3 separate regions of the Zea mays genome follow, and all the other regions are linked to region 1. The links are chromatin contacts, called in public Hi-C maps. All regions are on one chromosome and are shown on one strand. Each heading gives the region's core, a stretch centred on a gene start, on an enhancer-like site or on the middle of the called end of the contact. The rest is flanking DNA. Distances are from core to core; before and after follow the strand shown. Region 1 holds the start of LOC100273031. Region 2 holds the start of LOC103647268 (ENTH/VHS family protein). Region 3 has its middle 23 kb from the start of LOC103649070.

Region 1 (3,292 bases), core at 399-2,898:
ATTTTGTAAGTTTGAAGCGGTTTATTTTTTTTATCAATGTACTACCTCCATTCACAAATATACAACTTTGTTGGCATTTAAAAAAACCTTAACCACTCAACTTATTCAAAATATTTATTCAAAAATGTAAAATTTTAAATCACATTCAAACAAATTTGAGCGATAAAACACATCAGTACAAAATAAATGATAACTTATAATTTTTTTAATAAAACGACTGGTTAAAGTTTTTTTTTTAAAAAAGTCAATAACGTCATATATTTGTAAACAGAGGGAGTATACCCGTGTGGCCTTTTATATCACATCCTCAACGTATGGAAATTTAGTATACCTGGGCTAGTTTGGAAATTTAAATCTCCTCCATGATTTTGAGGGGTTGAGAGGAAAATCAAACTAATTTGCCCCTCAATTCTTGGAAATCCCAGAGTAGATTCACGACGTGTTTGGTTTGTAGGTTGGGCTACTTTTGAAGTCATCCGAACCTGCCTCCGAGCCTACATCAACGTTTGGTTTGAATCGCGGAATAATATAAACCCCTCTTACTACGAGACATTTACCTAGCCAACACTTAGATCCGGCTCTACCCAAACTTTTTTAGTTCACACCAACATTACCCACTTGTGCGACTGTTGCTAAGCAATTTTGGGATACCAAACGGACCTCACCAGATGATAATCTTAAAGTGACCAATTTACCCTCTTTTGCAATCAGTTTCGCTACATCACGTGTTCTCTATCTAATTGCCCGCCCCTTGATTTCTATGTTATGTAAGCATGCATGATCAACTCACTCCACGAGAAACCGCTGGACCGCTTCATTTGGAGCTGGGCCATGATGAACGAGATACACCATCGGACCAAATGCGCTGTTAAGTTTTCAAACTGGCCCTTATATATTTTGTGGACTAAAAAACACCAACAAAAATATAACAAGACCCCCCACTCACACACACACCTCCGCGGGGAGTAGAGATGGCAACGAGTACAAATCCACTAGGTTTTGCCATCCCAAACCCGTACCCATGAAAAATATCTATACCCATTAAAAAAACCCATACCCATATCGAGTTTGAAATTTTGTCCAAACCCGTACCCATCAGGGTTAGCGGGTACCCACGAGTTTTATCTCGAATATGCTTGTTCTTCTCATAATAAATAAATTATAATGAATAATGAGATCGTGGTCCAAAATTTATGTGATGAACAATGAGTTCATGATTTGGTATAAAAATTATTAGTAAAGAGAATGAAATATAAATAATAAGTTGTATAATCAAGTGACCTTGCACTATCCACATATATAATGCTAGTAAAAACTATAATAGCAAGCAAGCAACACTCTCACCAGCTACTTAAACATTCACCATTGATAAAAAAATAGGAAGTAAATAAGGAGATAACAAGTTTGTTGTTCGTTTATAAAATAAAATGACAATACATAATAGGTTTGATCGGGTTTAAAAAACTCACGGGTTCACAGGTTTAGGTACTATAGGAACAAACTCGTACTCATGAACCTATTAGGTATAGATTTATCCTCATTAACAAATCCATGTATAAAAATTGACTCAAACTAATACTCTAATGGGTAAAAATCCATCAGGTTCCGAGTTTCGGATATCCATTGACATCTCTAGCGGGAAGATCCAAGCAGCCCAAAGCCTCAAACCCAATGCGAGGCCCTTGGGCCAGCAGCGCCTTATCACTTCGCCTCCGTCTCCGTGGCGCGCGCGCTCGCACGAACACGAGTCCCATGTCGTCCACCGCAGCGCGCGTCGTCCACCCGGCTGCCGCGGCGCCGCCGCCTCCCCGCCCACGCCGCCTGGCGCCCGCGAGGTGCGCGGCTGGATCCGCGACGGACACGGCCACCGCGGGTCCGACAAGGGTGACGACCGTCAGCAACCGCGGGGACTCCTTGGCGATATGCCGGGTGCTCAACGGCATGTGGCAGACCAGCGGAGGGTGGGGCCGCATAGACCGCGACGCCGCGGTTGACGCCATGCTCGCGCACGCCGACGCCGGACTCTCCACCTTCGATATGGCTGACCACTGTACTTCTCGTATCCTTCCCCTTGTCTTACCAGTATCTCTGCGCCCTCTATGCTCGGCATTCGCACGAACACCTAGCATGCACGTGTTTATTCTTCTTTCTATGGTGAAATCAAGTGCTACTATATCTTCTGATTCCGGTTGCGTGTAACCAGTTGATGTGCAAGTGCAAATGCTGCACCTAGCTGAAACTGCTAATGAAACTTGTGAGAAATTGTGCTGTTTGAGCTAGGAGCTTGTACAGTGTGTTCATACGTCCTATTTATACATCTTGAGAAATAGGCAACGTTTTATGCACTTCAGAAATAGTTAAGTGTTAAAAATTTTACACTCTCATTAGACATTAGATGGGAACTGAACTGTGGCAGCTAACAGTTAGCTGTCTAGGCTGTATCGTGTTTTTATATCCCAACATATAATGTAGCAGGACTGATCTTGTTTTCAGTTTTACACTGATGTATAATTGTTGTCCTGGCAGATGGGCCAGCAGAGGATTTGTATGGCATGTTCATCAACAGAATTAGGAGGGAGCGCCCACCTGAGTTTCTTGAAGAAGTCAAGGGGTGAGTGAGCAATTCTGTCTCTGTCACTTACATCTTAGCTGTTTCTGCTGTCTCTACTTGATTCTGACTTAGTCGTGCAGGCTTACAAAGTGGGTACCACCCCCGGTTAAGATGACAAGAAGTTATGTTGAGGATAATATCAACAGATCCAGGAAGAGGATGGATGTTACTGCATTGGACATGTTGCAGTTCCACTGGTATGTTTACTCATGAAGTTACCGTAACGGTCATAATATCTTGGTGCCATTTTATGTGTGCCATCTTCAGTGCCACTATTGAATTTTGTAGGACAATCCATTTTATTTGCAGTTCTCCGCATCATCCAGAAAAAGACTATACATAAAAATGTGCTGTAATTGGATTCATAGTTGTTGAAAATAATAGCAATTTAGAGATGAACAAATTGATTCCGATAATAATAATAATACAAGAAACAACAACATGCTTTGTATGTGTATAACTCACTAGCAGTTCAAATACTAGTGCCAGTGACAAGATAAATATACGCATAAGCATCCTTACAGTGGGGTTGTCGGCGCTAGAATAGCGCAAAAGTAGACGTAGCTGACCGGCGAGGACGATGACGTCGGTGTAGAGGAAGCAGACGAACAACGAGCAGTCGCGACGACGCTTCCCAAAAACCTGATACGATCCCTACCCCGTGCAGGGACACAAGGGGAC
Region 2 (3,292 bases), core at 469-2,968, 220 kb before region 1:
TTATCCAGTGACTAAGACTCAACCTTACTTCTAAAGCATCCAGTAATTTTTCCTTTTAAAATACAACCAAGGAAAAAAAATGAGCATAGATAACATGCCGTCTCAAACCGTGTATTGCAGCAAGGTTACACAAAGTAATACACAAACCAAGTCAACCAACGCTCAGCAGTTAGCCGGCTATCCAGGAGTGTAAGGAGAAGCCCAGTGCAGGCCGCGCTTGTGGTGGCATATATTATACTTCACAATATCCTGCCCTTTTATCAGTGCATCAATATATTTTTCATATGTACATGACGGTGTATCATAAACTTCAGTTTGTAGTAGAACTTTCTGAAACCTGGAACACATTGCCATTCAACTGATTGGGGTACACAAGTTGATAACTTTGTCACTGGTCAGCATGAGAACAGTATAGTAGTTACTGCAGCGTGAGGATGTAATCTGTGCACAAGTTTGTGGGGAGCGTAGGAATGAAATGCTTTTTGAAGCCTGGTTCGATAGTCAACCATAAGCTGATAATTATGATGTTTCCGTACCAGTGGTAACTGCTGTAGCCCTCTAATTAGTAGAGTGTGGTTCAAACCACAATGTTCATATTTGTTTTGCAGTGTCACAGGAGTATGGAATTTATAAACCCATGAACAATTGAACACTTGAGAATCGAAGTTGAGCGACAAACTTCACGTTTGAAATCATATAAACCATATATACAGCATCACAAAGTGGGAGCCTCCAGCACAGGGTCTGCCCTTTATATAGCATCACAAAGTGTGTTCCGTAGACACAAGAGAGCAAGAGGGAGAGAACAGATGGGGGGAGATTTCTCAGCAACGATAGGTAAATCAGCATTTGCTTTTGCATCTATTGTACGCAGAACAACTGGCTTCGCAACATCACAGCTATTGATCTTGATAGCTAGCATGGACACTAGTGTATACAATGTACAGCGGCCTGGTAATCCTACCGCACCACCGAGCACATGTGATATATCTAGCATAACAGACAGCCAGTGGGTGCTTGTCACTACTTGATGGCGCCTTAGAATTACTTTTACATGGTCAATTGAGAAAGAGGAGGGGAAGACGGCAGTTTGACGAGCGTAAGAGGAGTCAAAGACAAAGGTCACCTCGAGGATGTTGGCGCAGATGAGAGCGGCTATGGGCTTGGCGGCCTGAAGGTTCTCGCCGGCGATGATGGTGAGGTTGGTGATGATGGGCTTGGAGTTGAAGGTGAGCTCCCCGAGCGCGGTCCGGTACTGGCCGAGCAGCTCGTCGACCAGCGCTTGCTCGGCGGCGCTTGTGTTGCCATTGGAGGAGGCGGTGGCGGCGTAAGATCTGGGGTCCCGAGGCGGCGGCGCGAGGCGCGGCTTCTTGGCGCGGGGGTCGGGGCCCGCGGCGGATCTGCGGGCGGAAGCGGAGGCCTCCATGGGGACCGCGGAGGCGCGCATGAAGGGGGGATACTAGGTACTAGGGTTTCGGGCCCATGGGAGAGGGAGAGGGCGGGGGAGCTAGGGTTTGCAAGGCGAGGCGCGTAATCGAAGCGGCTGGCCTCTGAGGATCCGGGGGGAATGGATTGGGCGTCAGCGACGGCGAGGAGGCAGAAGCGGCGGCTTGGCTGGGACGGTAACGCGAGCCGTGAAACGACGAAGAGGACGCGCAGACCGAGACCATGGCACAGGCACACACACTGCTGGCTGCCCTTTTATCAAATGGACCCATGCTATTTGTGGAATTTGTTGCTGGTGTCTTGCGTGTGATGGTCGATTGTTGAGATATTTTTGCCTCATTTGGCAGTTCTGGAAATAAACTTAACACTATGTTTGGTTTCAATTAGTCCTAGAACTAAACTTTAGTCCCTACTTATTTAGTTCTAGAGACTAAACAGATTCTAAAGTCATTAAAAACAATGTCCAAAGACTCAAATGCCCTTGGAATACACTCACAACATTAGTTGTCCATACAAACATGCTCTCACAACCGAATACTACAGATGGAAGGTAAGTACAATAGGATAATTGTGGGCTTTTAGTCTCTTTTAGCACCTATGTGAAGGACTAAATACTAAATTATTTTAGTCCATATTTTAATCCTAGTGTTTGGCAAAAAAAGGACTAAGTGGGACTAAAAACTAGAGACTAATCCAAACACCCCCTTAGCCAAAAACATAAATTTGAGCACTTGACCCATCCCAAAATAAATGAAACCCTAGCTATATGATCTTTTTCTACTCTAGAAGTTCATAGACAGGCACAATCCACAAACAGTCATACTCCTAATCCTGGTCAAGCAGATTTATAGTTGTTTCTTATGCTGCTATATAATTAGATATTATTTATATAGATTTTAGCATAATCCTAGCTATACAGTTTTATTTTTGGAGTGTGTCTACATTATTAGAATTCAAATGGTGTGATGCTTAATTTTGGCACATGGTTTTATTTAAATGTGATGTTTAGTAGCTGATATTTTATACAGTTCATTTATATTTATTGAATGATGTTTAGCGTATATGATAGATGTCTAATGTTTGTGGGTACGCGATGACCCATACCCACACGGGTATGTGTAGGGGGGTAAATTCATACTCATTAGTGGATATGATTGATCCGACGGAGTTATTTTTTTGTCATGAGTATGTGTATAGGGTATTAATACCCGGTGGGTATGTACTCATTGTCATCTCGGCTCTAGCTTCTCTGGAGGAGCCAGAGCCGTTTTACATTTCATTTAGAAAAATAGTTTGTACATGTTTCTTTCAAATCAAATAATGTATGAAGAAAATGTAGGAGGAACCAATAAAAGTCATGTTTTTAGTGCTCTACAACTCCAGCTTTTGAAGGGCTCTCGACGAGAAGTATTTTTTGTGACCGTTTGATAGAGCTTCATGATGAGCGTGAGCTAAAGCCGCTCAAAGAGCCATACCAAAGGGTCTCTTCTATTTGGAGCAACTTCAACAGGCTAGGTAAAGAACTTTTACTTAGTAAAAAAAGAAAATCCCCATCCAAACAACTTCCAACAACATTTCCTTCATCCTCGCCATTGCATCTTGCTCGGCATCTTTGGCTAGCCCTCGAGGCTCGCCATCTCCTGGCCGATGCGCTCTCTCGCCCTCCTACTCCCTCTCGTGCCCTCTCGCTCTCGCACTCTCGACGTTTAGCTTGGCATGGATGGTGTCGGTGTCAAAGCTCTCGGGGACCGCGAACACCTTGAGGGCTTGTTCGGTTACACCAATTCAGAAGGGGATTGGAGGGGATTAAATCCCCTCCAATCTCCTTCTGGATTGGTGTAACCGA
Region 3 (3,292 bases), core at 531-3,030, 140 kb after region 1:
TCTAGAAGGAGGACAAGAGCCTGCTCCCGAGCCTGTTGCTGAGGATATCTCGTCAGCACCTACACCTAAAGGCAAGCCCCAATTTTATACATAACCGTTATATATGCTATTTTACTGCAATTCTATTTCTTGGATTTTATTGTGCACTTACGTGTAGGAGTTGTTTGAAACCCTAGATGCATGAACTCAAGTTTCTTTATGAATAACCGTTATATATGCTATTTTACTGCAATTCTATTTCTTGGATACTAGTATGCTAGGTCGAGTAGCTGCTATGCTAAATAGGGATCTGAGTAGAAGTTGAGTGATTTTCTAGCACTCGCGCGAGGTCAGGAATTAATTGTATTCATTTTGATAATGAGATTATGATTATCTGTGGACACAGATCCATGGGTCATGTGCAGTCTACGAGATAAAATTGGAATAAGGATTAACATGTGGATACTTGTGTCAAGTGTTTGAAAGTACTAAACATATACCGAGAAATATGGTAAATCGGTAAGCCTAGTACTTGATTGAAGCCGGACACAGACTTTATCCCACTCACTAGTCCTGAGACTTGGTCTCCCATTCCAGATATGGTGGGTACAAGGGCAGTCACTACACGACTGGGTCCGTCGCAGTGGGCCATTGTATCCAAGGTAGTGGGCCCTGGCCACGAACGGGGGATCGATGTGGACGGTTCATGTGTGTGGGGTCGGAAAGTCCCCTACACGTCGTGTGTTTAGGTTTACCTTGTAGGGTTAAAACTCGATTCGAATTGTCTGCTTCTCGCAGCTAATGAGACTGCTTGATTCATTGTATTGCATTGAGTAATAAGTGGAAATGAGGTTACCTGCAAAAGCTGTTGTTTGACTTAATGACTGCTACCATGTGTGGATAGTTAGAGCAACTTCAATAGTTCTCTAAAAAATAGCTTGCTAAAATCATGTTTAGCAAGTTGCTAAATAGCTATTGGAAGTAAAAAATAACTTAGTCTCCAATAGTTGCTCATATTTAGGAAGTAGTTCGATTTTGAATCTAGATTTAGCGGCCCTGCCCCTATGTGAGGGCGAAAGAGAAAAGGCCGATCGATACTCACTATGGAGGAGTGGTGGTCAGGTGGCGCAACCTATGAGAAAGTTGGGTTCGACGATGAAGGAGAAACTTGTGTCATACATGTTTGACCTAGCTATCTCATTATGCTAGAAAGTGAAAAAAGAGCGTGCTATACCTGTCTACCTCACTGTGTGCGAAACGGAAAAATAATCACGCTAGTGTGAAGAAATTGACGTCAACTACATTTAGGGAGTTCCTACCGAGTTGCTAAATGTGGAGTAGAGCTGGGCGTTCGGGTTTACCCGGTATTTCGGGTCGGGTTTTTCGGGTTTTTTATATTTCGGGTTTTAAACATCTAAACCCGAACTCGTACCCGTAATGTCGGGTACCCGTAATTTTGGGTACCCGTACTTTCGGGTACGGGTTCGGGTAATACCAAAATACCCATAGTCAATATTCCAGTGAAACAATAATAGAGAGAATATAGACTATAGAGTACACAGACACAGTACACATTATTTAAAAATTAAAACAGTGAAACAATATTCCAGTCACAAATTATTTAAAAATTAAAACAGTGAAACAGTGCAGTAGACTAGTAGTGCACAACAGCTGAACGGCATCAGGCTTCAGGCATCAGCCATCAGGCGCAGGCAGCCAGGCACCGCACGTCCGCACTAGCTCAGGCTTGCTTCACCGCTTCAGCCTTCAGTCCATAGCTGAACGCCTGAACGGCATCATGCGGCATGCGCATTGCGCAGTGGCAGACTGGCAGTGTGGCACTAGCTCAGGCACAACCGCAGTACACTGAGAACTGAGAACTGAGGGGCGATGGCGCGCTGCCAGCAGACTTCGGGTAGTATGGGTACTTCGGGTACCGTAGCATAATACCCGATTAAGCCCGAATTTAATTCGGGTATTTAGTTTTGTTACCCGCAAATGCTATTCGGGTAACGGGTTTTGGGCTATACGGGTACGGGTTCGGGTATTTCGGGTACAGGGCTTCGGGCTCGGGTTTTATGCCCAGTGCTAATGTGGAGAGTAAATAGAGTTGAATAGCAACTAAGTAAATTTAGCAAGTCTATTTAGAGAACCATTGGAGAAGCATTTTTCTGTTTACTTCTTAAATTTAAGATTTAGAGAGTTGTTTAGAGAACTATTGAAGTTGCTCTTAGGTGCTCATCTAGTCTAAGGTACTATTATAGAACCTGAAAGCTAAAAAATTAAATTAGAATCAGCTAGTGCCTTTGGCAAACCAAACCACTTAGCCAAACAACTTCATGTCTAGAGGTAGAGGAGTAGACTCCTCACACGGGTAAGTCTAGCTAAGTTTTAGTATACTCAGCCTTCTTGTGGTACCAAATTTTCAGGTACCTTGCAAGAGATGATTGATGATGTGACTTGGCCTTCCACCTTACTACCGGGATAGACGATCGAGTGGGATGCTGCCTCTTCAGGAGACGACCAGGAGGAGTAGCTTAGCCACGCTTCGCCATGCTACCCAGTTATCATCGTTAGTTTATTTCCGCTACATGAAAAACTATGGTTTACTGTTTTAAAACTCCTATGACATATTTGGTACTTATTAATTTGTGGTGTTATGAATTATTGTATTTCTATGTATCTCACCTTCGAGTGAGCAAGTGGTATTTGATCTGGTGTAAGTGATTTTATTGGACTAGATGCGACGAATTGATAGTTTATTCTGATTTAAGTGTGTCATCGACTCTAAGGCAGGACTTAGACACTTAAGCTGAAATAATCTGGACGGTTTCACACATTCCACCGCCGCAAAAAAAAATCCTCCTCCTCCGACGCCTCCCATGAGGACTCGGCGAACTCATAAGGGCTGATTTGGTGATTAGGGATCACGGGGGGATTGGAGGGGATTGAGGGGAAATTAGTTCATTTCCCCCTCAATCTCCTCCAATCCTCCCGTGATCCCCTTGTCACCAAATCAGGTCTAAACGTGCTTGCACGGCCAATTCACGCGGAAACCAACCAGATGCTCGCACAAGTGTTTGGGGGGAGAAATATTGTCGCGCAAGTAAAACAATGGTTCACCGCTCAAAATTGGTTTTGGGGAGACTTTACGCGATTTCTTGGAGATGCTCTAAGGGTATGATAAATATGTGCGTATCAAAAATTAGAGCAAAATATATCTCTAATATATGTATTTATGCATAGAGGACATGATATAGAGAACCCCATTAAAGATGAATAAGATATATAAGAGAGAACCCTTTAGAGAAGA

The links. A called contact is a pair of places that touch in the nucleus more often than the background predicts.
Region 2: a Hi-C map of endosperm shows a contact between it and region 1, with 3 times the contacts expected there. The contact joins the promoter of LOC103647268 here to the promoter of LOC100273031 in region 1. A contact is called at or near these places in 2 of 25 Hi-C or Micro-C datasets (endosperm and tassel).
Region 3: a contact with region 1 is called in a Hi-C map of tassel, with 2.8 times the contacts expected there. The contact joins the enhancer-like site here to the promoter of LOC100273031 in region 1. A contact is called at or near these places in 2 of 25 Hi-C or Micro-C datasets (ear and tassel).

Annotation. Positions count from the first base shown.
Region 1 is chr2:170,087,869-170,091,160 of Zm-B73-REFERENCE-NAM-5.0, reverse strand. LOC100273031 reads left to right here and starts at 1,648. Exons shown (of 9, transcript NM_001349924.1): 1 at 1,648-2,050; 2 at 2,527-2,611; 3 at 2,692-2,808. The coding sequence starts at 1,672.
Region 2 is chr2:170,309,665-170,312,956 of Zm-B73-REFERENCE-NAM-5.0, reverse strand. It overlaps LOC103647268 (ENTH/VHS family protein), which reads right to left and starts at 1,718. Exons shown (of 6, transcript XM_008671820.3): 1 at 1,127-1,718. The coding sequence starts at 1,447.
Region 3 is chr2:169,948,184-169,951,475 of Zm-B73-REFERENCE-NAM-5.0, reverse strand. No RefSeq gene overlaps it. Among protein-coding and RNA genes, the nearest start is that of LOC103649070, 23 kb to the right of the region's middle. Within about 2 kb of position 1,780, at least 6 of the 20 cell types and tissues checked have an H3K27ac peak or open chromatin away from gene starts, as enhancers often do. A contact at or near this core is called in ear and tassel, where this site is marked.